2 separate regions of the Oryctolagus cuniculus genome follow, and region 2 is linked to region 1. The links are chromatin contacts, called in public Hi-C maps. All regions are on one chromosome and are shown on one strand. The core of a region is the stretch at or near the end of the contact, and the rest is flanking DNA. Distances in the headings are between cores, read along the strand shown.

The links. A called contact is a pair of places that touch in the nucleus more often than the background predicts.
Region 2: a contact with region 1 is called in a Hi-C map of an unstated tissue, with 3 times the contacts expected there. The contact joins the promoter of SH3BP5L here to the promoter of LOC100354653 in region 1. A contact is called at or near these places in 2 of 6 Hi-C or Micro-C datasets (ear pinna and an unstated tissue).

What each region holds. Positions count from the first base shown.
Region 1 is chr6:1,808,862-1,812,640 of mOryCun1.1, forward strand. LOC100354653 (olfactory receptor 2C3) reads right to left here and starts at 1,790. Exons shown (of 1, transcript XM_002723165.4): 1 at 825-1,790. The coding sequence starts at 1,784. The coding sequence ends at 825.
Region 2 is chr6:2,199,333-2,203,111 of mOryCun1.1, forward strand. SH3BP5L (SH3 binding domain protein 5 like) reads right to left here and starts at 1,930. Exons shown (of 8, transcript XR_011389626.1): 1 at 1,773-1,930; 2 at 825-1,407. It overlaps ZNF672 (zinc finger protein 672), which reads left to right and starts at 2,252. Exons shown (of 3, transcript XM_070075962.1): 1 at 2,252-2,340.

The DNA of each region.
Region 1 (3,779 bases), core at 540-3,039:
GACCTCCAGGCTGGGAACTGGAGAACAGACTGTATGCAGGGGGTATAGGCAAACGGTGTGCACACCCATGGTCAGGTGGATCTACACCTAAACCTCAGTGCCAACCCTCAGTCTCTGCCATCACTTAGCTGCTAGAGGTTAACAGTGTCTACCTCAAATAATGGCAGAATTAAATTATAAAGAATTAACAGAATCATGTATCAGTGAACATCAGTGAAACATAAACAGTTAACAAGATGGCAGTCAACCTATGCATATGTATATAAATATATAAATATACACGCAACAGAGCAATATGACCATTGAAACAATATAACAGAACGATACACCCACTAACTACAGATTAAAATAGAGAACACTTTTCTCTTTGCTTTGGCCTGGAAATTATATAGGAGCACATTTATTTCAGATTTCTGTCTGCCTCAGATCCCAGCAACTATCAGAATGAAAATCACATTCCAAATATCTAGCCCTCCAAAATAAATATTTAAAATGTTATTTTATTTGAGTGGCAAACACACACACACCTCCATGGAACAAGACATCATCTAGTTCACTTCATCCTTTAGTTCACTTCTGAAATACCTGCAACCATCTAGCTGAGCCAAGACTGGGAGCCAGGAACCCATTCAGGTCTGCCACAAGGTGGGCGGGAACCCAATCACTTGAGCCATCATTCGCTGCCTCCCTGGGTCTGCATTAGTTGGAAGCTGGAGTTGGGACCTAGGTGCTTTGATGTGGGATGTGGGTTGTAAAAGTCCACCATCCAGAATTGGTTCTGATGACTCAGAACTTAGTTTTCCTCCTCGAAAATGGCTGCAGTGCTAAGCCTGCCCCTGTTTCCCCAGGAAGCTGCAGCAGTCCTCTGAGACGAGGTGCCAGAGAGCCTTCTGTACATCCTTGTTCCTCAGGGTGTAAATGAGTGGGTTCAGTGTGGGCGTGGCCACGGTGTAGAACAGAGCCACAAACTTGCCCTGCTCGTGAGAGCTGCTCTTGGCTGGCTGCAGGTACATGAAGATGATGCTCCCATAGAACAGGGTCACAACCGCCACATGGGAGGAGCAGGTGTTGAGCGCCTTTCTCCGCCCTTCCACTGACCTGATGTTTGCCACAGCCCTGGCGATGTGGCCATAGGAGACAAGGATCAGGCCCAGGGGCAGGACGACAAACAGGAAGCTGGCCACATACATCTCCAGCTCGTTGTGGCTGGTATCCACACACGCAAGCTGCATGATGAGAGGCATCTCACAGAAGAAGTGGTCAATGCGGTTGTTTCCGCACAGAGGCAGAAGCAGGGTGAGTGTGGAGCCCACCACACTGGTGCTCAGACCCCCGAGCCACGAGGCCAGGGCCAGGCCAAGGCACAGCTGTGGGCGCATGATGACTATGTAGTGCAGGGGCCTGCAGATGGCGGCGTAGCGGTCATAGGACATGACAGCCAGCAGGACACACTCGGTGGCCCCCAGCCAGTGAGAGATGTAGAACTGGACCACACAGCCTGCATAGCTTATGGTTTTCTGCGGTCCCCAGAGGTGGGCCAGGAGTTGCGGGACAATGCTGGTGGTGAAGCTAATGTCCAGGAAGGAGAGGTTGGCAAGGAAGAAGTACATGGGCGTGTGCAGGTGCACGTCCACACAGGAGACCAGGATGATGAGGCCATTGCCCAGGACAGACACGACATAAAACCCCAGGACAACTGGGAAGAGCACAGATTCCAGTGAGGGCCGTGCCGAGAAGCCCAGGAGTATGAAGACTGGAGGGGAGCTTGTGTTGGCTCCTTCCATTGTCAGCCACAGCTGCATGCAGGGATGAAAGGCCCCCTGGGGGTGTGTGTGCGGGGGAGGGGGCACAGGACAGGAGAGGTGGAATGACTGCATCAGGGAGTGGCATGAGAAGCAGTTACCGGCCCCCAGCTGCCCATGAGTGTCGCTGCCTTAGCTTCTCGGAGGCCAGCTTGCAGCGTGTGATGGGAGCCTGAGGATGGGCAGAGCCTGGGGAAAATGAACATTTATGCAAAATTCTGGACACGGATTTTGTGATTGAAACATCACTCATTGCAGCGACATCGGGACTCACCTGAGTGTTTACTGGTGAAATGTTCAGCAGGCAGGGGCAGTGCTTCCTGTGATAACCACTGGGCAGGCATTAGAACTGTGTCCATCCTCACAGGCCCTGGTGGTTTTCTTCTGTGTCGTCAAGTCTATCCAGGCCCTTGTCCCTTCTTGCCAGGTTGGCTGCCCCTGGCTATGCAGGTCCTACCATTGTTTGTCACCTGAATTGTGATCTGTTCCCCTGCAGGTGATCCTAGCATAGTCGGGGGCTGCAGTAGGATGGGTAAGATCTCCCCTGCTGCCTTGGTGCAAGGCTTGCGGCTCTGTTCCACATTGATGGTGCTTCCCCCCCATGGCATCCGCACACCCATTCTGTCACCTCTCTAGGTCACTTTTCAAAAGCCACCTTCTGGCTGAAGCCCCCCTCCTGGTGTTGTATGAGATAGAAACCCCCCTCACCCCCACTCCTTCTCTCCATCTCCTGGATTTGGTTTGTACACAGCACCTGTTCCCTGGTTGTGGGTACACTGACATTGGTTCTGTTTACTGCCATCTCATTTTGCTACATCACAGATGCCACAGAGCTAGGACTTCCTATCCATTCAGTTTACTTCTGCATCCCCAGTGCCAAGCCCCAGGTCTGAATCACAGAGGTCCCTCTGTTGGCATTCAGGGAATGCAGCAGTGAACCCAGGGAACAAAGCTGTTTGAACCTTGTGCAGCCCTGCAGGGCAGGATAAGAGCACTAACCAGACACAGCTGCAGGCCGCCCGGGAAAGGACTTGGGCAGCTGTGGCTGCAGAGGGGCCCAGCTGCCCTCCACTCTTGCACAGATCGTGGTGAACAATCCCAGCTTAGCAGGCATGTCTGAAGCCAGAGGATTCCACAGGGGAAGCTGGACAATTGCAGGCCTCTTCAGACATCCCCAGAAACCACTGTGTTTTAAGAGGAAGTATCAGTTTATTCTAACCCAGTTTTACCCAAGCGTGGGGACCAGAGCAGATATGGAGACAGCTGTTAGCTTTCCAGTTCCAGAGAGGGGACTTTACCTGTCCCTCTGACTGCAAGCTGACCAGGCACCATGGACATGGACACGCACTGTGTTCCCAGTGCTGTAAAGCACATGCAGGTTTTCCATGGTGTAGGCATAGCCACGGACCCTGGGCATTTGCCCAAACCCCCACACACTGCTGTGACACTGAGATGTTGGTGATTCCCACACCAGCAGGTGTGTGTGTGTGTGTGTGTGTGTGTGTGTGTGGTGTGGTGGGAGGAGCCCTGGGGAGTAGGGTCCCACTCCTGCAGATCAGGAGGCAGCCGGCACCTGCTGTGGTGTGGATGTGGGAGAAGGGAGGCAAGCTGGAACAGTCACACACGGTGGAGCTTTACGAGTCCTCTGAAGAGAGCCGCAGCAGCTGAGCTGGAATGGGAGGCTATGTGACAAGGGCAGTGAGTGTGCCTGCGTGCAGGTGTGCCTGGTGTGGAAAGGTGGAAACTGAGGTGACTCAGTTACAGCAGATTATATGCAGATAGTGTGTCCATGTCTCCACGAACTGGGGACTCCGAGGCACCTGGTGACCTGACCTATTTCTAGAGGTACTCAAAGCCCAGAGCTGCTTTGTGGCACTGGATCTGTGCCCGAGCCATCCAGAGTCTTGGTACAGAGGCAGCATTTCCACTCAAGTTTGTAAAAATGGTTACAATAAAAGCTCAATCCTTAAATGCCGC
Region 2 (3,779 bases), core at 680-3,179, 390 kb after region 1:
TGGCTCTCTGGGACTCACTGGAGGAGCCCAGTCCAGGCCTGCTGACAGGGGCCCAGGACGCTCCGCTCACCGCACAGGGGCAGTCACTTCCACAACAGTGGAGACGCAGTCCGGGCCCTGACCACCCAGGGGCCCCTCGTCATCCCCTGCCCCAGCAGCTGCCCCGGGGACCCTCTCACCCAATCCTGCGACACCACAGCCCAGCCTCAGCTGCCGGGTGGCTCCTCCTCGGGGACCTGTCTGTCCCGCCAACCAGACTGAACGCTCCAAGGCAAAAAAAACTGCTCTTGCATTCCCTTGGTAGATGCACTGTCCACAGAGGCGAGAATGTGCAGCAAAAATGGACCATGACTAACACAAACCTCCACAGGCCAAACCCTGATGCTACCTATGAAGCGGCTGCAAGGCTCACCATTCACAGACGTAAACATTCCCTTCTGAGAAGGCAGGAAGTGGGAAGAGTCCCTTAGCCTCAAAACGGCCTCTTCACCCACCCAGCAACTCACACAGCATTACTGATCACCAGCCCTGCTGGCTGCGGGGAAGTACACCACCATGCCCCCTCCCGTCCCCTCCCCACCCCTCCCCACTCCCACTCCCACCCGCAGAAGTGTGCTTCTGCCTCTGCCGTCCACTGGGTGCTCCGCTTCTTCAGGGACGCGAACACCCTGCGCTCCAGGCTCCCCGGCTGGGCCTCTCTGCAGCACACCGCACTCTGGACACGCCACGCGACCTTCCCAAGGGCCTGCTGACAACCTTGATTTCCTTTCCCGCCCGGCACGTGGGGGCACAGGTGTCAGGCCCGAAGCTGGCCCTCTTCTCACCTGGATCCTAGGGTCCAGTTCTTCCTCCTCCCTGGGGGACAACTTGGCCTCGCCGCTGCCGCCTCCGCCTCCTCCCGGCTCCTCTGCGCCTGGGCTCCTGGGGACTTCCTCCTCCACGGCCTCAGGCCGCAGCTCCCCCTGTGGGGTCTCCCGCCCCCCCGGAGCCTGTCTGAACTCCGCCATGCGGCCCGGGAGAGGGCAGGGCCCTAGGCACAAGGCAGGACTGCCATGCTGGGACCAGGGCCCCAGCCTGAGGCCTGGGGGGCTCTGGATGGCAGAGGCGGCAGGAGGCAGAGCCTCGCAGCCGACTAGAGGCGGAACGTCACGCTGCCGGCGGGCCTGCTGGAGCTAACGCCTCGGCCGCGCAGACCTTCTTCCCTCCTCACCGCCGGGAGTCCACGCAGGGAGACCCGGAGCTGCGGCTCCGAGGCAGGGGGCACAGGCGGCCTGGATCCTGGGCCGAGGCCTGCGAAGAGGAGCACCATTCGGGAGGGTGGAGGCGGGCGGCGCCTCCAGGCTGTGGCGGCGGCGGGAGAGAAGGCTGAGCCGCAGCAGAGGCCGCGGGGCGGGCGTCTCTGGGGAGCTGCAGGGGAGACAAAGGGCCGGCGTCTGGTCCAGTCCGCCTCAGAACCGCGGCCACCAGCCCCTCCCGACCTCCCGCCTCCCAGGGCTGCACCCCTGCATTCCCACCTGCGCACCCGCCACGTCCCTTCCGGGCCCCCAAGGACTTCAGGTCCGACCCGGCCCCGCGCCAGCCCCTCTCACCCCAACCGACACCTGCACGCCTCCCTCGGGGGCCCGCTCTCCGGCGCCCCAGCCCCGCCCCACGCCCCTCGCCCCAAGCCTGCGGAGCAGCCCTGCCGCCTCCCACCGCAACCCCTCCGCACCCCCAAAGCCCTGCCCCAGGAATCCGCATAGGCGCCGCGAAAGCTCCCTTCGTAGCCTTACCTCAGTTTACCTTCCCGGCCGCGGAGCTCCGCGGCTGCAAACAATCTTCCCCCGCCCTGCTCACAACAAGCCGGCCCAACCAAAACGACCGGGCCGGCCGGAAGCGGAAGTGCCTCACTGGGTGACCACGCCCCTGCCGCGCCCCCGCCCGCGGGGCTTCATGAGGGTTTCCGGATGCGGCACCCCGCCCAGCCTTCGCCGTATTTTCCGTACAGGACTCCGCTCAGCCTCAGCTTACGCTGCGTGCAGCCCATTTCCCACCGGTGCTGAGTGAAATAAAGATACAGGCTGGCGGTTGTGAGAAGGACCCGGGCGAGTGGCAGGAATCAGGAGTAGGAAAGTGTTTGAAATAAAGCCCATCGGGCGGCTCGCCGCCGCGGAGCGGACGCCGCCATCTTGCCTTACGGCCCCGGGCCGCCGGCTGTGGGAACGCCCAGGAAGGCGGGGCGACGCCGGAAATGAGCTCGTGGACTTCCGGTTGCCGTGGCTGGGGCTGCCGCGGCCTGAGGCGAGGGGCTGAGCGCTGAGCCGCCGAGTGGGTTTCCAGAGCGGCTTCCCGTCCGGTGGGGTAAGGCGCGGACCCTGGGGCTGTGCGGGGCGCCGCCCGGCTCCCTTACGTGCCGTCCGGAGGGCCTGCGGCCCCTCGCCCTCTCCCCAGCCCCGGGGTGAGCGCACCCCCAGAGCGAACGTGGCTCCCTCGAGTGTGGCGCGGCCTGACCCCACCTGCTTCTACGCCGGGGGCGGTTGATGTTGCGGCCGGCGGCGGCGGCGCGGGTTGCGTCTCCGTAGTTGTCCTGTAAGGGCTCGCGGTTCCATCCTGGACAGCAGCTCTGCAGCTGCCTTCCCGTGCAGCCTCTGGTGCGTATCGGACCCCCGGGTTCCCCAGCCCCGCGACCCTCGTCTGGCTCCTGCCGCTGCCAGCCCTCAGCTGGTCTGCGCTAAGATCGTCGATCTGACCCCGCGAAGTCCCGGCGTCCGGCCTGGGTATTTCTGCCTCGTCCTGCGTGTCCTTCACTTCCCTGGGGGCTGGTCGAGTCCTGGGGTCTGTTGCGTTTCAAAAGGTGCCGCGATTTTGGACAGCGATGACCAAAACGATGCTGTCTCAGTGTTACGGTGCTCATTTTGTAAACCGATCCACTCGCACTAATTGGGACACAACCTGGAAATTACATATATGTGGTAAATATTGTAAAAAGTGTCAGAAAAAGATCTTTACCCAAACTATATGGAAGGCACATTAACTTTTTTTTTTTTTTTTTAAGATTTATTCACTTTGAAAGTTACAGAGAGAGGGAGAAATGACAGAGAGAGGTTTTCCATCTGCATGGCCACAGTGCCCACTGCTGGGACAGGCTGAAGCCAGGAGCTTCACTGGGGCCTCCCAGAGGGTGGCAGGGCTCAAACACGTGCACCGCTTTTCCCAGGCCATTTTCAGGAAGCGGGATCAGAAATGGAGCATCCAGGACGTGAGCCGACACCCATGTGGGTTGCCAGCATTGCAGGTGGAGGCTTTAGCAGCTGTGTCACAATGCCAGCCCTTACATTTTCTTTTCCCCCCCTTTTAAGAAGTAATTTATTTGAAAGGCAGAGTTACAGAGAGGCACAGGCAGAGAGAAAGAGAGGTTTTCTATCCACTGGTTCACCCCCCAGATGGCTGCAACAGCCAGAGCTGGGCCCATCGGAAGCCAGGAGCTTCTTCCACATCTCACACACTGGTGCAGAGGCCCACGCATTTGGGCCATGTTCCTCTGCTCCCCCAGGCCATAGCAGAGAGCTGGATCAGAAGCGGAGCGGGCAGGACTTGAACTGCGCCCATGTAGGATGCTGGTACTGCAGGCAGCGGTTTTACCTGCTACACCACAGCATCAGCCCACCAATATTTTCCTTTAGGATTTATTTTACTACTATTTCTTTTTTTTTTTTTTTTTTTTTTTAAGATTTCTTTTTTTTTTTTTTTTTTTTTTTTTTTGACAGGCAGAATGGACAGTGAGAGTGAGAGACAGAGAG